Regions from separate parts of the Rattus norvegicus genome. Here region 1 is linked to region 2. The links are chromatin contacts, called in public Hi-C maps. All regions are on one chromosome and are shown on one strand. The core of a region is the stretch at or near the end of the contact, and the rest is flanking DNA. Distances in the headings are between cores, read along the strand shown. Region 1 has its middle 640 kb from the start of Mms22l. Region 2 holds the start of Pou3f2 (POU class 3 homeobox 2).

Region 1 (7,164 bases), core at 2,733-5,232, 1.5 Mb before region 2:
ACCAATAGAATTCCAGCACGACAGTGAGCTCATTGCCCCTCTTGGCTGGTAGAGCCTCATTCTCTATTGTCAAATGCCATATAAACTGTCTTTCAGCTTTTAGGGCAGCAATTCTCTTAGAGAAAAGCATAGAGGTAAAACAAAACCATGTGCAAACATTTTAAAATAGTGTTTCTTGATTCATTTTCAGGAATGAATGTTGTTATTGTTGGGGGAGATTTCCCCTGAACATCACATAATCAGAAAGAATACTTACTATGTTTGTTTGAATTTCTTCAAGAGCTGAAGCTATCAGTTTCTAAGTGAAGAAGTGTTTCCACTATCTCCTGGTTTGTTTTAGTCTTAGGATTATAAAATACAATTAGAATTGCATTGTGGATGTAAGAAATATTTTCTTGCTGGTTGTGAAATAACCCAACCTATTTATTGGTATATAGCATGTACAAACTGATGTCTACCTGTCACAAATTGAGATTTTTTTCTACTAAGGCACACATCCAATGTATCCAATAAACAGGGTAAGAAGCAGGGCATCACACATAGCAAGGTTTCAATAATTTGAATTGTCTGATTACTTTCATTTTAATCGTTTTTCAAAACTTCAAGGTTGCAAAGTGTCCCCACTGAGGACACCTCAGTGTTACACCTGCTTTCAAACATTTTGCTTTAGTAAAGACCCCCTAATACCCCATCACATAATTTCCACTAATATTTAATTCATTGCACGTAGCAACCTGTATAGCTATAAGAGAGGACATAAATTAGCATTGCAGAGTATGAACATTTGCTTCATGGCAAAACTGTTTCTTCTGGCAACCATTTTGCATTTTTAAAGCCACAAACACCCTGTATAACAGAACTCCAAGCAGCGGGGCAGCAAAATGGGATAAAGATACTGTAAGTAAATGAAGGAGGGCTGAGGGGTTAAAAACTTTGCTGGATGAATTTTACCATGGCTGCCCCAAATTCATAATCTCAGTGGATGAATGAAGAGGGTCCCATGTGGGATTTATAAACTTGCTGGAAATGGATAGGACCTTCTGCTCTGCTGGAGTTTGTAAGTAGTTTCTAGGAGCTGCTTTCTACACAACTGAAATTGCTTGGATTGTTTTAGTTCTCTTCTGGCAAGAACTGTTTTTCATGTCTGCATATTTTTCTCTCTGTTCTCTTGGTTGGCTTGTTGACAAATTCTGAAAGACCCAGACACAAAACGTTTCTTCTTTGAAGGCTCTGATTGCACTCTCTTGGTTTCTGAGCTATCTCGAGTTGTGAGCTTTGTTCCTTGTGGCTTGAACATTTCCTCAGTGGTTATTTTTCTAAATTTTTATTACGGATTATTAGTTTCTGCCACTCACTCACTTTGAATTTATGTTGGGACATCGTATTTATTCAATTTGCATATTGCAGGCCCAGAATGATTTACTTGTATATCACCTATTTCTTATCTGAATATAAACATACAAGACTTCCATCCTTGAAAGGCTATGGGGAAATTGCAGCTGAGGTGGATACTTACCATAGAACCTTCTGATCTAGATTTCCCTGATGTTATGTGGGTGACTTGTTCAGACTGCTTCTTAGCCAGTTACCCATGAGAGAGCTGAACCTGAATAGCAACCTTCCCTGAGTGTTTTCTTACCCTTCATGATGATTGTAAGGGCATTCCCCTAAACATCTTGTGTATCACAAAAAATGTCTAGCTATTTTGTAAGAAAAAATTAAAATAATACTCACTTTCATAATCTAGTCATTGGCAAACACTCGTTTGTCTTTATTTTTTTAAGAACAAGAAGTCATTGAGAATAAATCAAATTAGAATTGCTTATAACACAATATTTTCAAAATATATAGAAAAGTAAGCTGCTGATATCTGTTGTTCTGTGGAGGGTAAGTTGGTGTACTACCACTCTCTTGAACTTACCCTTTGTTTCCATTCTAAACTTTTGAAATTTTGTGCTTTATATGATAAAAAGATGTGTCATAATTAGGATCTGTCCTCTAAAAGGTATATTATAATGTAAGAGAGAATTATATCTAGATATACCATGTAACATACACACACACACACATGCACGTGTGTGTAATATTGACTGAAAATATATAAAGTTCAGTGGAAATTTGAGTATATACAAATAAACTTTTAGGCAATGAAGGTATTTAGTTACTAATATTAGAAATGTAATATTCATGTCAGGCATTTAGATCCGTGAACTTTATTCTACTTAAGATGAATCTTCTCTTAGGTAAGTTATCTAAACTTTCACCTATAAAATTGAAGTAATAAAATACATTTTAAGTTGTTATGAAAATTAAATGCGCCAGTGCACATAAAGTTCTCCTAACAGTATATATGCAGCATAGTTGATACCCTTTTAGCATTAGTCATTGTATTATGATAACTATTGTTGTGTAGCCCAAATCACCACACTGCCGGGTATAATACCCTGGTGCTAATCAAACCCAATTTAAACAAAAGACAAGGGTAAAATGTTTGAGTGGCGTTATACATAGTAATGGATCTACTTGTTGTTAACATGTCCTTAAAACATATAAACCAAAGGGGATTTCTCTATCCAAGCATCATAAACAGGGGCTGCCTGGGATAAAAGCACCCCTAGGTTCTTTGTTTGCCCCCGTTCAGCTCATCAGCTATATTTAATAGATAATCAGGCATCAAATTTTAAACAAGTGTTATATCAGCGAATCATGCAATAGAATTTAGATGAATTAAATATTGGGTTCATCGGGAAAATAGTTATGTAGGACGATCATTGAAACTTCTATACATGGACGAATAGTTAGGCTTTCTGAATTGGGAAAACAGGCCAGCATCATAGAAATAATCTCTCATTAAGAACAAAAGCAAAGCAAAGATCTTTAGAAAGACTAGGTCATTGTTCTGGGTTTGTTAGCACAGGCAGTGTTGGGTGTTAGGCTACTGTTCCCCATTTGATGCCTGAAATATCTTTCTTCCTAGTTTTTCCATGGGATTTTCTGTCTTCCTTTCTGGAGAGCTGTGAGTTTCTCCAATCCTCCAAATCCAGTGTGATATCTTTTACCAGCATGTGAGTTGCTGCTTATAAGAAACAGGGATCTCTTTTATATTTTAGGATTTGAGGCATAGCACACTTGAAGGAAACTGCAAATAAAGCTTATGTTAGGATAAGTAACAGTTAAATTATAAGCTCATTCATAACACAGAAGTTTGTATCAATGACTCCTTCATTTCAGACTTAGATATAAAGAAATCGTCAGATATAGTCCTTCCCCTTTTATAGGGGTAAAACTGGACACAATGATATTAAATTATTAGAAATTTCAAACAAACTTCAATGTACTTTCCTTCTTTTTGCTCTTTGATTTTTTCCTGGGGAGTACAAAAAATACTAACTTTCACCATCTTGTAATGTTTTTATATTATAAACATTTGTACACAAGTAAACAGTAATTATTATTGACTTTATAATAGACTATGGAAATACTAAGAATTATTTAAACTTTTATGGGAACTAGAGGGACTAGAGAGTATCATCTTAATTAGAATGCTTCGTTACTTATTTAATTGTTAAAGCATTTATTTTGCAAAATAAAGGGAAGTTAATAGGAAAGACAAGAGTGTAGCATGTTTCTCTAATCTATAATCTTTGCTAGGAGTTCACATACATAACAAAGTATGAAATCAATTGGGCTATTTGGTAGCAGGGAATTGGTTCCATTGCAAGGGGGGGCTAGATCATAATTGATGATGATAAATAATTTTTATTTTTATTAACAAATGCATTGTTCTATTTTACTTATATAGTTAAACCTTATCCTTGTCTCAAACTTAGAAATAGCGATGATGCTTGCTTTTGCTTTTGGTCCCTGCAAAAACTCTTGCTTTTTCTCCGGGAAGTGCCACCCGACTGCTTTTTCACCCTCCCTCTCTTCCCTCCCCTTTTCTTGAAGTGCTTCTTTTGTTTGTCTCCATTACACCAGCACGAAGGGACACAGTGTTTCTGCACAGTGGGAGTTGGCAATCTCAGAAGAGGCTTTTCCAGCACTGCTTTTTAGACTGAAATCATTACAATCTTCAATAGCTACTTGGATTAAAAAAAAAGGACAGAAACTAGCACATTATTATTCTCAAAACCATCTCAATGTAAAAAAAGGCTATTTGCTTGGTTCTCCCCCAGCTTCCCTTCCTCCCTCCTTCTGCCTCCCCTCTCATCTTGCTTCTTTTTCTTCTAAATGCGTTTCCTTCACACCTAAGTTTGCATGGTCCTGATTCACTAATTCTAGTCAAACCGAATATACAAATGCATTTTTTTCCTGTTTGTTCTGAATATTTTTACAGCGCTTATGCAAAAAAAAAACTGTCTTTCACTCATTTGTATTTGATTTTTATCTTTGAGACGCATAAAATTTATCAGCACTGACCCAAGTAATGCCTTCAAACCCAGAAATTATTAGCATGGTTACCACTTGGTGGAAAGCAGTTTTAACAATCACTTTACAACAATTTCTACGCAGGTAAAAATTCTTTTTCATAGGTGTCCACGTATCGAACAATACTCTTGTGTTTTTCTGAAGGTTCTTCAAGTGGCTGCTTTCCTTACTGGTAGCATTTGTTTATACACATGCTCACAAGTGACCTGAAGTACACAGAAGAGGCTCAGGGTACGAGATGCTGCGGGCTATACCTTCACCCCACGAAAGGGATTAGCGTATATGAACACATGATATTTCCAACAGAGGTTTGTAGTGTTGTCTTGTAATTTATTTGTTCTCTTCAGTGAGAATAACTATGAATAATAAAAGGGAATGGCCTGAATAAAAGAGAGTAATTTATGTGCTTTATCAAACCTGCACAACCAATTTATATCCTAGAAAGCAACTTGATGTATGTGTATTCAAATAAAATAAAAATAGGGGCTATTTTTGTTGCTAAGTAAGTATGGAAAACACCGAGAAAGCGAAAACAAAGCAAACATGTACAATTTGTTATTTATGCTTTTTATTTTCATATCTTTTAAAATAATGATCCAGTGAAAAGTCACAGAGCATATTTGATTCCATTTGAACCTCCAGTGTGCTTTGGCTCCACCATAGAATTTTCCCAGAAGATGTCAGTAAAGCTATTCTATCCTTCTCCCTCTAGTCAGAGGGCTTAGAGAGTACACACCCTTAGCAGGGTGTTTTTTAATTAATATTTTGTTAATACTAGTTATACACTTTATACTTAGTTGATTCCATTCATTTTTTTAGAATTTAATTTTATTTCTCCAAGTTACGTCACAGGAACAAATGCAAGTTCACCTAAAACACGAGCAACATAGCTCAGCCTCATTTTTCCTGACAAAATTTGGTCTGTACTTCAGGGTGTAGTTTAAGAGATACTTTTCTATGAACCTCCATCCCCCTCTCTGCTGTCCTGGGTTTCTATCAGCCCTTTTTTGCTGTCCTGTGGCCATGCATTTGCTTTCTGTGGTGCACGTTAAGCATTCTCCTGCAACATCAGCATTTATGTAGCATAACTCTCTCCTGATGTTTTTAAATGCCTTAAGGATCTCCGCGTTGTGCTTTTGCTCCTCTAAAGACCTCCATTACTACTTTGTATGCTGAGGCTTGTTAAATGCTTGACAGAAAAATAGAAAATGACTGTGGTTTAGAATCTCTTCTGTGTGACACATCTTATGTTTTCCTATGTATTAGAAGTACAACAATCATTGCATCAACAATAAAAGATAGGTATAGGGACGGGTCAGTACTTATTATAATCTTTAAATCAATATATGTATATTTATATATGCACCCACTAATATCAAAGTCTTACAGATCAAATTCTAATATTAAAAAGTCATGAAAATGTGTGCATAAATCGCATTTCTTATGTTCTGTCAATAGAACTGTAATGTGAAATAGAGTGGAGTTCAGTTTTAGTATTGCACCTGCAAATTATAGCTCTTCAAAATGCTCCAATTGCTTAAAAGGTTATGAATGATGTCATTTGCATCCACACAGGGAAAGAGTCTTGCCTGACTTTTCAGATCTGTTTACAGAGATCCAAAATGTTCTGCCTATTTGTTTATCTAAAATATGTTTCTTTGTGAATGCCAGAAAGGAATTGCTACTGTAATCCCAGGTATCAATTTGCTTCCTGTAGGATATTGCCTTATGATCCCTGCTAGGTATCCTTTTATTTTTTTATAATCCCAAGCCCTAGAGGCATCATTTCAGCCTAAGTCAGTGATTTAGAGACTCTCTTGCTTTTACTTATAAATGTGTATGCTGTAAAAAGTTATATAGCTCAAGATATAATGAAAACTGCTCACAAAAATTTGCTTTGAAAAATCACAAACATGTCCTCATAAATATAGGTTTATCCCAGTCATACATTTTTTTTAATACTAGATAACTACCTACCTCACAGGTTCGTTCTGCATTCAGAACTAAGTTAACATTTGAGGCTCTGGTTACTGGTGATTCACACAACACATCCTACTTATTAGTATTTATGTTACTGAATTCCCCAGTCATCTTTTCTTTCTGGAGCAGATCTAGTCAAATATTAAGACTAAGTCTGAGCACCTTGGACTAAGCACATAATGTAACTAATGATGCTGGCCTTAGGTTATTGGGTGGAACAGAACTGAGTTTGAAAAAGATTGAAAGGAATTAAATTTTATTAAGGGTCTACAACTTAATAAAATTAATAGTATCTTTGGAAGATACTATATATGTATATGTGTGAACACACACACACACACACACACACACACATACACACACTCTCATTTCAATACCTACTGTATCTCATAAAACAGCTTATATTCATGTCAGGTTACAAGTTGAATGCTCATCAACTTGCCATTTTCCCTGATTGGAAGTTTTAATTTTCAAATATTACTTCATTGTTAGAACTGATGGAGAATGTCCAAGTAAAAAAGAAAAAGGCTTAGGACCGAGGGAAGGTAGAAGACAAAAAGAAAAGCAGAAAAAAGAAAAGTGGGAGGGAGAAGAAGAAAGGTTAAAAAAAACTCTAATAAATTATTTTTAAACATACTTTTTGGTTAATGATAGGTTAAATAAGACCTACTGTTTTTGATTTAAATATATTAATTTCAATGGATGTACTCATGCTGACATAATAGAAGTGTTTTAAGGTAATGAATCATTATTTTA
Region 2 (7,292 bases), core at 576-3,075:
GAGCCAACCAGAGTTCTACCAGGCCCTGGGTCAGGGCAAGAAGTGAGGAGGCCATTTGTGATCCCGGGGTCTCTCCTTTACCCGCATTAACTTTTGATTCGCTGTGCTGTGCCGGCGTGCGACCCACTCCAGGCAGTGCTCGCTGGTCTCTCCTCCCAGACCGGAGTTTGAGCTTAGATCTCTGCTAACCAGCTCGCAGGCGCGGCGCGAATGCTGGCAATTCATCCAACTCCTTGGGACTTGGAGGCACGATGTTCTGTCTCCTGGCAGATCCCCGCCGCGGGTGCATTGGCCCTGGGTCTTGCTGAAGTTTACGGATAAAAGCAGAGAGGAAGGCTAAGCACCAACTCCCGCTACTGACCCCCCCCCCACACACACACACACACGCGCGCGCGCGCGCTCCTGCTCTAGTTACGACTTAGAAAGTACTCCCTAGCACCAGCCCGCTCGCCGATCTTCCTTCTTTTTGCCCAGATTAGCGCGAAAGTTGCACAGACAGGCCTGGGGCAGGATGAAAACCCGCAGCTCCAGCTGCGCAGCTTTCCAGAGCGGCGCTCGGCGGCTGAACCGCTCCGAGGCCGCTCCCTTGCTCACCCTTCCTGCAGCCTCGCACAAGGCGAAGGTCTGCGTACGAAAGCTCCAGGTTTTCTGATCCAAAAGCTTTGTGCGCACCCGAGTGTCAGTGTGACACACGCTTCCAGAGTTTTGTTTGCAGTTCAGAGCGCTGAGCTGTTAGATAAGGAAACTCTGCTACTGGAGTTGCTCAAAAGCCAGGGCGTAGGTTGAGTCTGCCTCTCCCGGAGTCTTTTGAGAAAGATTGGGATAAAATTGGATCTGGAGCTTAAGGGATCTTTGTTACTGGGTGAAGGGGGGAAGGCAAGGGTCTTTATTTGACAACAAAAGTATCCGCACCGGACACCTGTGCGCTGTAATTCTAACTATAGTGCAAAAGAAGGCGTCCATGGGAGATATTAGTCTAGCTTTGGCTCTGGTTCTAGGTTTAAATGACGTTGGTCCGCGCGCGCGCGAGGAGCGTGTGTGTGTGTGTGTGTGTGTGTGTGTGTGTGTGTGTGTGTGTGTGTGTGTGTGTTCCTAGGAGAATGGAAATCGTGCTCCTGCTGACTCGGTGCTACCCAGTCTTTCTCTTCCACCGTACACCCCACCACCACCACCACCAAGACCTATTGGGAAAAGAAAGTAGACTCCCTCCCATACAAGTCTTCCAAGCCGCTGTGGTCCACCAGAGCGCCTGGACCGCCCGGCTGCCGGGCTTCTCAGCCTAGGAGACAGATGGGGGGCGGGGCCCATCCTAGTGGGGCGGTGGAGGCCGGGGACAGAAGAGGAGAGGGGGGTGAGAACTAAGAGAATCTGAATCGCTGAGCTGGGGGTGGGGGTACCAAAGGAAGGACTGAGAAGACTGGGCGCCCGGGGAAAGAGAAGGGGGGTGCTGCTCTGCACCAATCGGTGGCTCCGGTCTGGGAGGTTGCTAGCGGTATCCACGTAAATCAAAGGGCGCAGAGCCAATGGGAGGGGGTGGAGGGGGCGGGGCCCAGGCGCGTGCCGCTGCGAGCGGGCTCTGCCAAGAGAGCGGGAGAGAGCTTGAGAGCGCGGGGAGAGGGGGGAGCGCCCAGCGAGTCAGAGAGTGAGCTGGAGCGAGAGGAGGGAGAGGAGGAGAAAGAGCGAGGGCGGGCGGGAGGCAGCGCGGCAGCAGCAGTAATAGCAGGAGCAGCAACAGAAGGCGTCGGAGCGGGCGTCTGAGCTGCCCGCTAGGGGAGAGAGAGAGTGGGAGAAGCGGGCGAGCGAGGAGAGAGAGAGAGCGAGAGCCCAAGGCAGAAAAGTAACTGTCAAATGCGCGGCTCCTTTAACCAGAGCGCCCAGTCCGGCTCCGAGAGTCATGGCGACCGCAGCGTCTAACCACTACAGCCTGCTCACCTCCAGCGCCTCCATCGTGCACGCCGAGCCGCCTGGCGGCATGCAGCAGGGCGCGGGGGGCTACCGCGAGGCACAGAGCCTGGTGCAGGGCGACTACGGTGCGCTGCAGAGCAACGGGCACCCGCTCAGCCACGCTCACCAGTGGATCACCGCGCTGTCCCACGGCGGCAGCGGCGGGGGCGGCGGCGGTGGTGGAGGAGGCGGGGGAGGCGGCGGGGGAGGCGGCGACGGCTCCCCGTGGTCCACCAGCCCCCTAGGCCAGCCGGACATCAAGCCCTCGGTGGTGGTACAGCAGGGTGGCCGAGGCGACGAGCTGCACGGGCCAGGAGCGCTGCAGCAGCAGCACCAACAGCAACAGCAGCAGCAGCAACAGCAACAGCAGCAACAACAGCAACAGCAGCAGCAGCAACAACAGCGACCGCCACATCTGGTGCACCACGCTGCCAACCACCATCCCGGGCCCGGGGCATGGCGGAGTGCGGCGGCTGCAGCTCACCTTCCTCCCTCCATGGGAGCTTCCAACGGTGGTTTGCTCTATTCGCAGCCCAGCTTCACGGTGAACGGCATGCTGGGCGCAGGAGGGCAGCCGGCTGGGCTGCACCACCACGGCCTGAGGGACGCCCACGATGAGCCCCATCATGCAGACCACCACCCGCATCCGCACTCTCACCCGCACCAGCAACCGCCCCCGCCACCTCCCCCACAAGGCCCACCGGGCCACCCAGGCGCGCACCACGACCCGCACTCGGACGAGGACACGCCGACCTCAGACGACCTGGAGCAGTTCGCCAAGCAATTCAAGCAGAGGCGGATCAAACTAGGATTTACTCAAGCAGACGTGGGGCTGGCGCTTGGCACCCTGTACGGCAACGTCTTCTCGCAGACCACCATCTGCAGGTTTGAGGCCCTGCAGCTGAGCTTCAAGAACATGTGCAAGCTGAAGCCTTTGTTGAACAAGTGGTTGGAAGAGGCAGACTCATCCTCGGGCAGCCCCACCAGCATAGACAAGATCGCTGCGCAAGGGCGCAAACGGAAAAAGCGGACCTCCATCGAGGTGAGCGTCAAGGGGGCTCTGGAGAGCCATTTCCTCAAATGCCCTAAGCCCTCGGCCCAGGAGATCACCTCCCTCGCGGACAGCTTACAGCTGGAGAAGGAGGTGGTGAGAGTTTGGTTTTGTAACAGGAGACAGAAAGAGAAAAGGATGACCCCTCCCGGAGGGACTCTGCCGGGCGCCGAGGATGTGTATGGGGGGAGTAGGGACACGCCACCACACCACGGGGTGCAGACGCCCGTCCAGTGAACTCAAGCAGGGGAGGGGCAGAGCTTGGGGCTCCCCTCCCCTTTGGTCCACAGTCTTAACTGGGACCTCTGTTCCCCCTGTAACTTCTGATTGTTTTTTTTTTTTTAATTATTATTTTCCCGGTCCCTTAAAAAGAGAAAAAAATAGAGAAATTAAGGAGAAAGGAAAGTAAAAGTAAAACACTGGACTAACCTATAGCAGGTAGCAGGTGTATTCATGGGTTTTGACCTTTGCAAGCGAGTACCCAGGCAATGAAGTAGAATGTCTCCTAGTAAGAGTGAAGTGTGTGTGTGTGTGTGTGTGTGTGTGTGTGTGTGTGTGTGTGTGTCTGTGTGTGAAAGAGAGAGAGAGAGAGAGAGAGAGAGAGAGAGAGAGAGAGAGAGAGAGAGGGAGGGAGGAGTCCTGGTAAAACTAAATAAATTACCAAAAAGAAAAAAAATCCACCAAACCGTACACAACACAAAACTGCAGCTTCCCATGCTCAAAGTTGACACGTGCTGCTGTGTTTATTTAATATGGTCCCCATCAGGAAAGAGGGAAAAATACACTTTTTAAAACTATTGGCAAAATTTAAGCACACGAATTTGCACTGCAAGAAAATTGAAGTTTACATTGACAAGTTCAACCCTTTTTTTTTTTTTCTCTTAATACCCACTGTTAAATTTGAAGCTGTCCTTTGGGTTCTGTTCTGTTCTGCCTTATCCAGTGGAGAGGACAGAAGCCAGCTCCTGGCCACCCTCCATTCCAGCGTTCTGATGCCCCTTGTTCTTATTGCTTGTAAACTTTGTTTTCTTCAACGCCCCAGACCTGGTGTAACACTTATTGGCTCTTTTCACCAAAGCGAAATGATTGGCTTCACACAAAATAAATAAATGTTTGCATTCAGGAAATGTGTATGGTTTGCCCGCTTTATGCAAGGCAGGAATATCGTTGGAAATACAAATATAAGTGTTGAGCACTGTTTTTTGTTTGGTTGGTTTTTTTTGTTTTTTTTTGTTTTTGTTTTTGTTTTTGTTTTTGTAAACCACACAGTAAACTTCATCTTCAGGCAGTATTTCTGGGTAGGAGAGAAAAAGGAAAATCAATAGTGAGTGATCAGTCACTTCATTTTTTTCAGGCAGGGCTATTGTGAAAGAACTAAAAAAACAAACAGAAAAAAACCTGTGAGGTTAAATATATTGTCCAACAGACAGAAATTAAGGACTCTGAGAACTTGGAAACACACTGGGTTCTCTGCCTTTGGGTTTAATAACTTAATTATAAGGGATTAGTTGTGATGACAGCAGTGGTTAAACTTTGTTCCTCTACTAGGTTTTATTTTTTAACATAAAGAAAATAACCCAGGAACTCGATATATCATATGCACACTGTGTTTCTTAACACAGAAATGCATATACTATAATGCATATATATATATATATATATATATTGGATAGACAGGTTTTTGTACCCAACAGTTCAATTGTTTATGAAGTCATATTTTGGGCTTTACACCATCTTCCCCCATAAGTTATTGCAGAAAAACATCAGTTCAGATTGGACAAAATTCCCCCCACTTTCATTAAAACAGACAAATGAAGGGGAGGGGGCATTTTCAATGATTTCTTTCTCCCCCTTTGTTAATAAATTTTCAGTGCATTTTTTTTTACCTTGTCTAAATGGGAAATGGTTTACACCCAACACAATAGAATATTCTGGAAGGTGTAGGTAAGAAAACAAAAACAGAAAAGGCTATGGCTAAACTGAAATTAACACCATTAAAACTGTGATCAGTTTAAAAAATTAAATAGTTATCAGCACAAAAGGGCGCTAAAAGGGAAAAAAACCTTAAATAGTTGGGGTTTTATTTCTTTGTTAGGTATCAGATAAATGTTATGTTAAAAAAGTAAATTCTCACTACCATAAATTGATGGCTCAGCATCGGATTAGCATTGCACTCCGTAGTTAAGGTTTTAGGTAATATGCTTTATCAAGTATTGTCTTTAGAAACTCCTGTGATTGTTTCATTTTCGATGTTTTTACAAGATAAATGGTGACTTATAATGGGCATATTTATTTGCCTGTATTTCATTTCCCCCAATGAATGTCACAGGAGATGCCATAGAGCTATTTCAGGTTATATCACACTGCTTCTTCCTGATGTGTGGGGACTGGCCTTCAGTAAAGCAACCCAGAGGAGGGCAGATGGCCAATGGTAAAAGGAGGAAATGAATTTGCAGATACTTATTACCAAGTAGGTAAGGTCAGGAAGCTGGGGTTCCGGGGATGTGCCTACATCTTCTCTTGCTCTCTTAGGCTTACAAATATGAAAGTTACCACTGAACCTTACCATATGTATATATGTTTAATATCTGTCTTTTGAAATGCAGAAATAGTTTAAATGTTTCTTTGTCTATTTTTCCTTTTGTTTTTAATGCTACCCAGGGAAATATTTTCATATCGTTTTACGTGGCCTGCCTCAATGTATATTTATTTCTTTGGAGAAAAAAAAAGGTTCTGAAAACTGGTTTTCTGTAGCTTTAAATGAGTAGGTAGCAAGATCTATATGGGATGTCATTTTTTTGTTCAGTTTCTTTAAAAAAATGCTTTGTTTTGATACATTTGGTTGTGCTTGTGGGGAAAATAAAAGCGCAGAGATCCTTATATATTTATGTTAAAGTAATATTTTATTATTACATAAAACAGAAATGCACAATACCTTCATAGTTTGTTCTAATTATTGAAATATCTTTATTTTATTTTTAAAGATAGTGCCAAGTTCTAAGAGGTGAGGAAGCCCTACCTAGACCTTATACTGACTGAGCTGTGTATAAAATACTTCCCTTCCTTTATACGTCATAAAGTTTTGGAATAAATTTTATGCATATATTGCCAGCTTTCATGTTTATAACTTCCAGAGGCATTTTCTTAGTTTTTTTTTTTTAAAGAGGAGTGTTCAGACTTTTCTTTGCAGAAACTACCATGGGGCCCAAATATTGTCTTCACTGCCTTGTAGAATTCAATCAAATCAGTCATTGGGTTTCAGCTCCAATTTGTTGGCCATTTCCTGAACAAACGAAAAAAAAATACTTGCCTTGTAAATACATGCCCAGGTCCCTACACCTTCCCTCCAGGTTAGCTGCTCTTTGCCAATGGATTGTTAAGGATAGCATCAGTGGGACTAGATGGACCTTAACCTCTGCCACATGTCCTTAGGTAAACTGGTACCTTCAGAAAAGTGAGGCTTAGACAGAAATTATTATTCATTATTAACAAATATCCCTCAACAACAAAAACTCTTAACGATATGCAATATATATGTTTACCAACTGATTAAAAGTAGATACCACACATTAGTCCTCTTAGGTTTACAGGGGAAAGATACTTTTTTTACAACAGTGTATCTCTCTCACCAGGCAAACAAACAAACAAACCACATCAAGATCTACATTAAAAGAAGAGGGAAAGAATGTATTGGAGAGATACAAGCCATGGTTTGTTTCAGAAGGTTTTAGATAAAGCACTGCACTTAAAACAACAGCAAACAAGCAAAAAGATAGTCTTTAATGTTGGTGAAGTGTTTATATATTTGTTGGTGTATTTAAAGTCCTCCTTGGAACACTGACTTAAAATATAAATGTCCATTTAGGAAAGGAGTTTCTGGGCTTATTACTTCTGATCATCTTTTCTAATTCCTAGTCAATATTACATGGGTCCCAAACAGATTCTGCCAAATGATCTTATCAATAGTCTGAACAAGAAGTGACAGAAAGAAGAAGTGTTTTGTGACCACAGACATGCTGATGGGTAAAATGTTTAAGCTAGGTATAGATTTGAGTTCTGGGTCAATATCCCTCCTCTGAAGGAGGAAAGCGAGCCTCATCTGCCCTCTGCAGGGCGTTTCAGTGGACCCTGAGAAGGCATTTTTTTTTCCTTTCCTCAGGCACTGTGAACAGACCTGGAAACATCATATATTAAACAGACACACTATGTTCCTGACTTGTGTTGGTCACTGGGGTCCTCAAGCTGCTCTGGTAGCTTCCATGCCAGTCTTAGAATGTATTCCCACTTAAAAAAAAAA

What was found. Hi-C and Micro-C count contacts between places; a contact is called where the count stands out from the background.
Region 1: a contact with region 2 is called in a Hi-C map of frontal cortex, with 3 times the contacts expected there. The contact joins the enhancer-like site here to the promoter of Pou3f2 in region 2. A contact is called at or near these places in 1 of 12 Hi-C or Micro-C datasets (frontal cortex) and 1 of 1 datasets of contacts at active chromatin or transcription factors (oligodendrocytes).

The regions. Positions count from the first base shown.
Region 1 is chr5:42,354,774-42,361,937 of GRCr8, reverse strand. No RefSeq gene overlaps it. Among named protein-coding and RNA genes, the nearest start is that of Mms22l, 640 kb to the left of the region's middle. Within about 2 kb of position 3,982, at least 19 of the 93 cell types and tissues checked have an H3K27ac peak or open chromatin away from gene starts, as enhancers often do.
Region 2 is chr5:40,875,072-40,882,363 of GRCr8, reverse strand. Pou3f2 (POU class 3 homeobox 2) reads left to right here and starts at 1,825. Exons shown (of 1, transcript NM_172085.3): 1 at 1,825-7,292. The coding sequence starts at 1,895. The coding sequence ends at 3,232. It overlaps LOC102553820 (a long non-coding RNA gene), which reads right to left and starts at 72. Exons shown (of 3, transcript XR_005504675.2): 1 at 1-72.